2 separate regions of the Sus scrofa genome follow, and region 2 is linked to region 1. The links are chromatin contacts, called in public Hi-C maps. All regions are on one chromosome and are shown on one strand. Each heading gives the region's core, a stretch centred on a gene start, on an enhancer-like site or on the middle of the called end of the contact. The rest is flanking DNA. Distances are from core to core; before and after follow the strand shown. Region 1 holds the start of SETD4 (SET domain-containing protein 4). Region 2 overlaps DOPEY2 (protein dopey-2).

Region 1 (2,666 bases), core at 44-2,543:
TTACAGGATTTCCAACCCACACCCCCAGCACATCCCCCCACCCCCCAAACTGTCTCCTCTGGAGACCATAATTTTTTCAAATTCTGTTGAGTCAGTATCTGTTCTACAAAGAAGTTCATTGTGTCCTTTTTTCAGATTCCACATGTCAGTGAAAGCATTTGATGTTGGTGTCTCATTTTATGGCTGACTTCACTTAGCATGATAATTTCTAGGACCATCCATATGGCTAAAAATGCCATTATTTCATTCCTTTTAAGGCTGAGTAACATTCCATTGTGTATATGTACCACCTCTTCTTGATCCACTCCTCTGTCTATGGACATTTAGGTTGTTTCCATGTCTTGGCTATTGAAAATAGTGCTGCAATGAACATCGGAGTACATGTGTCTTTGCAAGTCATGGTTTTCTCTGGATAGATGCCCAGAAGTGAGATCGCTGGATCAAATGATAGTTCTATTTTTAGTTTTTTGAGGAATCTCCATACTGTTTTCCACAGTGGTTGCCCCAATTGACAATCCCACCGACAGTGTACTAGGGTTCCTTTTTCTCCATACCCTCTCCAACACTTATTGTTTGTAGACTTTTTGATGATGGCCATTCTGGCTGGTGTAAGGTGGTACCTCATAATGGTTTTGATTTGCCTTTCTCTAATAATGAGTGATGTTGAACATCTTTTCATGTGTTCTTTGGCCATCCATATGTCTTCTTTGGAGAATTGTCTGTTTAGATCTTCTGCGCATTTTTTGATGGGGCTTTTTTTTTTTTTTTTTTTGGTATGGAGCTGTAGGAGGTGTTTCTAAATTTTGGAGATTAATCCCTTGTCAGTTGCTTCATTTGCAACGATTTTCTCCCATTCTGTGGGTTGTCTTTTCATTTTGTTTAGGGTTTCCTTTGCTGTGCGGAAAGTTTTAATTAAGTCCCATTTGTTTATTTTTGTTTTTACTGTCATTACTCTACGTCCTTCACTTTGCTTTCAAAAGGGCTTTGTTGAAAAACTTCAAGGAGTTAGGGTTTTTTAAGGCATTAACCACCTGTCTCCTTGCATGTCCCTGCAATAAATCTTCATCTGCTCCCAACTCCCACGTTTGGGGCCTCACTGCGTAGGGCACATAGAGTTGAGTTTGGTCACAGATCTGGTCATGACGTTCCTGTAAACCTTCAACAAGAAAAATGTTATTTTCTGTCCTGCAATTTTTTGTCTCTATATGAATAAAAAGTGTTATGTGTTTAAAGTTCAAACCTGGGAGTCAGGGCCTTGAGAAAAGGCCATTATATATATTCTAGGCTACAGAACACACTCTTTCACTGCTTGAGGACGCAAAGATGCAGAGCCAGCATGACTAAGCATAGGCAACAGCACAAATGTTATAGCTGAAAGTAGATCAACTAGTCAGGTTTGTTTTTCTGTTACTGAACTGGGGCTATGGGTTTTGGAGAGTAATACCACAGAAGTACCTTTCCTATCTCTGGGAAACATGCAATCAGCATGACTCATTACTGATATGTTAATCTTGATCACTTGGCATAAAGGAAAATACCTCTTTTATCTGCACGTTTTCTTCCTGTCTTGAATGTATTTGTGTGAGAATACGATGCCTGGAGTGGCAGCAACTATCTTGAGATTGTGAGGAAATAAACTAAGAGATGAATAGCCAATTTCCCAAGGATGGCACTGCGGAACATTAGAAAGAGCTTTTTTAATGATAACACTGAATCATGGGTCCACTATAAAGTTATTTTCCCCTCTTTTCCATACTGGACTTTCTTGGAAGCAAGTCAACAAGCAAGGTGGGGGTGGGGGCAGAAACTGAGCTTATCTCCTGTAAGGAAGAGTATTTACATAAACGATTTTAATTTTCCTGTATGGGTGATCCTGGCCAGCTTTATCAACCCAGCTGGCAAGGTGAAGGGCGGCTGGGCTGCCTAGCAACGGTGAGGCGTTGCCTCGAGGAAGGGCAGCGTCGAAGCGAAGTTGGCCAAGGAAAGGTGGCCCCAGCTTGCAAGGCCCCAGGGCGAGGAAGAAGTTGGCCTAATAAGGCGCAGGGTGGCTCTGTCCTGGGACGCTCGTACTTAGCGATTCCACCCCCAGAACTAAGGAAGTAAAGACTCTGCAGGTCAGCATTTCAGAGCGCAAATTCTGCACCCACAGCCACTGCTTTTTCTTAACTGCTAGGCCTGAGTTTTTTGCTTTTGTTTGCTGTTTTTGTTGGCTTCCGGTAAATAATGCGCAGGCGCACGCTAGGAGGTGGAGTCTTCCGGGGACCCGGCGTCCCGTGGCGGAAAGAGGGCTCCGCGAGCGACTGAAGGCGTGGGTGAGTGCGCCCTCGAGGCGGGCCTGGCGGCGCTCCGCCGGTCCCCCTGCAGCTTCGGTTCCCTTCTTTAACTGGGGAGCAGCTAGCGTGCGGTTTTGTGTTTCCACGCTCCCTCTCACCGCCATGTTGGAGCGCAGCAGAGGCCCGCCGGGGCGACTTCCGGAACGACTTCTGGGAAGACTTCCGGGGCGGGGCCTCCCGTTGCCCGGGTAACGGGAGCCGGCAGGTGCCTAAGCTCTCCACGTTTTAATTTTTCAGTGTAAAAGATTGAATCGCCTACCCCCATCATACTTAGAACGCACCTTACAGAACTCCCCTCCCCGTATCTCGAAATCGCTCATTTAGCGAATATCG
Region 2 (2,666 bases), core at 86-2,585, 300 kb before region 1:
GAAACAGAGATCTTAGAGGTCCCCCTGTGGCCCCAATAGGATGGGCATCGTCTCTGGAGCACTGGGACGCAGGTTCAATCCCCAGCTGGGTGCAGCGGATTAAGGATTTGGCATTGCTGCAGCTGTGGCTTAGGTCACAACTGTGGCTCAGATCTGATCCCTGGCTCTGGACCTCCATACGCCTCAGGGAGGCAAAAAAAAAAAAAAAAAAAAAGTGTCTCTATATAAATATAAAAAGCCCCATTTTCTTCTAAAAAACTGACAGATCTTAAAAATTGAAATGATGCTACAGTTCAAAAAATGCCAATTAGGCTGGACTTTGCTATGGAGGGCGAAGTAGAAGCAGGATGACTGGGGTTAAAAGCTAAGTAATTTTCTACCACATAAGAATTACATCATCTCAGTTGTGAAATTCCAAAATAAGTCTGCACAGTTTAGTGCCCAGAACTGACTTTTCTATCTGAAACCAAAGACCAACAGAACAAAACAACACACACACCACTCCCACCCTCTGCTCGCCTGTCCTTCCTCAGCCACTCTGGCTGCTGTTCTCCTGCGCCCCCTGCAAACACAAGCTCCTTCCAACTACACAAGCCCCTCTTCTCTACTCAACTGACAGCAAGGGAGCGACACGGGCACGGTGAAGCCCCTAGCATCTCATGACCCTGGCCGTGTGGCACTTGCCCCACAGATGGCCATGGAAGCAGAGCTGTCACAAGCCGAACAGCCTGTGTGTGACCATCTAAACAAGTGGGACGGTGACAACAGCGTCCTAAACCACCATACTCAGATACATGCCAAATAAGGGGTGGAAAATTCTAGAACCAGCAGAGCTCATCATCATGGTGTCTGGAATCAACCAAAAGAAGGGTCAATAACCACATTTAACCTCTAAATGTTCCTATATTTTATTTATTTTTCTTTTTAGTTGGACACCTGTTAGCACACGAAGTTCCCAGGCTAGGAATTAAATCGGAGCTGCAGCTGCTGACCTACACCACAGCCACGGCAACTTGGATCCAAGCCACGTCTGCAACCTACATCACAGCTCACGGCAACGCTGGATCCTTAACCCACTGAGTGAGGCCAGCGATCAAACCTGCGTCCTCATGGATACTAGCCTGGTTCATGACTGCTGAGTCACGATGGGAACTCCATTTATTTTAAACATTGTTAGCAAAAATTTAAAATATACATTTAATAACTTTAATTTTTTAAGTCAGGGTTTCTCAGCCTTTACCCTGTTGACACCTGGGCTGGATCCTTTGTCATGGGATAACTGTGTATGTGGTAGGATGTTCAGCTGCACCCCTTGCCTCTGCTCACTAGATGTCAGTAGCACCCTCTCCACCCCAGTTGTAACAGCCAAAAATGTGCCCAGATATTGCCAAAGGCCCTCCCTGGGTGACAAAAATCACCCCAGGTGGAGAACCACTGATTTAAAGGGAAGTCGTCGGTGAGCTGGTTTTTGCTCGCTTACCAACCACCAAAAACATTCACTTCCCTGTCTCCCCCGAGCCGATCCCGTTTTCTTGGTAGAGCAAAGCACAGCAGGCTCTGCGGCCACTTGGGCACTTAAAAAAAAAAATTCTGGCCGGGGATGATCTGCAGATATCCAAGGGTTATTAGAAAGTCACAGTAAATCATGAGTCCTAATACTGGCCAAAACTTGCATCCCTTCTGGTTCTCCAGCAAGCACAGACCAGGAACTGTCCCCGCCCCCACGAAACCTGTGAGTCAGCCGCCCTCAAACTCCCTGAGCATTTTCCACCCACGTGGACATCACGACCCCCACCCCTGGACCCTCCCTTCCCCCAGATCTGCTGCGGGTGGGGGTGTCTGACTCAACTCCTGAGCATTTTGGGGAAGAAGGCATTGTCTGAAACGGACGTGGATCTGTGCAGGCACCTCCCTCGCGTGCGCCTCCCGCCCCTGAGAGCTCAGACTACACAACCCTCGACCAGTCTCCACCCTTGGAAAGCTGGTCACTAATCCCTCTGAGAGCTGCACCCCTCCCCCCCCCCCCGGCTGGGTTTTCTGTCGCAGTTGCAGCCACTCAGTGATTCACGTGGCTTGGCTCCACTCGGGGTTCCCTGTTAAGAAATCACAACGTCAGGAGAAAACACCCGGGGGTTAAGCAGCTTCAGCAACTGTTCAAATGAACACTCACTGATCAACTGAGAGAACACACAAAAACCCCTCAACGGCTGACACGCTTCGAGGTGATTCACACTTACAGACTAAACAACAACAACAAAACTGCAATACATTTTGGGAGCTGGTGTGTTCATTCAGCTTCAGATCATGGGGGAAAAATGTGTTTATACACACACATCAGTGAGGAAAATGAATGGGCCAGAATGTCTGGAAAGAGCCTGGGACCAGGAGTCAAGAGACAGAGGCTGCTAATGTTCCTCCGGCTGACCCCTATGTGACCTTGACTGTTTCTTAGTCCCCAGTCTTGCCCAGTGCATCCCAGTGACTCAGCGTATCACTGAGGGTGATACACCTATCACTGCTGGGAAGTGGAGAGCTTCTAGCTGCTCTGTGTGAGAGCCTGAGGTGGTCCAAGCACACATCAAAACCCAGTCCAGAGGCATGACTCGAATTACCCTTGGCCATCAGGGACAATCCCAAAAACCGTTCTGATTATTCAGCTTCCTTGA

Evidence for each region. A called contact is a pair of places that touch in the nucleus more often than the background predicts.
Region 2: a Hi-C map of epiblast stem cells shows a contact between it and region 1, with 1.6 times the contacts expected there. The contact joins the enhancer-like site here to the promoter of SETD4 in region 1. A contact is called at or near these places in 2 of 47 Hi-C or Micro-C datasets (epiblast stem cells and skeletal muscle) and 2 of 2 datasets of contacts at active chromatin or transcription factors (alveolar macrophages and skeletal muscle).

Annotation. Positions count from the first base shown.
Region 1 is chr13:199,588,551-199,591,216 of Sscrofa11.1, reverse strand. It overlaps SETD4 (SET domain-containing protein 4), which reads left to right and starts at 1,293. Exons shown (of 10, transcript XR_002338064.1): 1 at 1,293-2,312.
Region 2 is chr13:199,891,305-199,893,970 of Sscrofa11.1, reverse strand. The region is part of intron 5 of DOPEY2 (protein dopey-2); the gene reads right to left. Among named protein-coding and RNA genes, the nearest start is that of DOPEY2, 45 kb to the right of the region's middle. Within about 2 kb of position 1,335, at least 38 of the 83 cell types and tissues checked have an H3K27ac peak or open chromatin away from gene starts, as enhancers often do. A contact at or near this core is called in alveolar macrophages, epiblast stem cells and skeletal muscle, where this site is marked.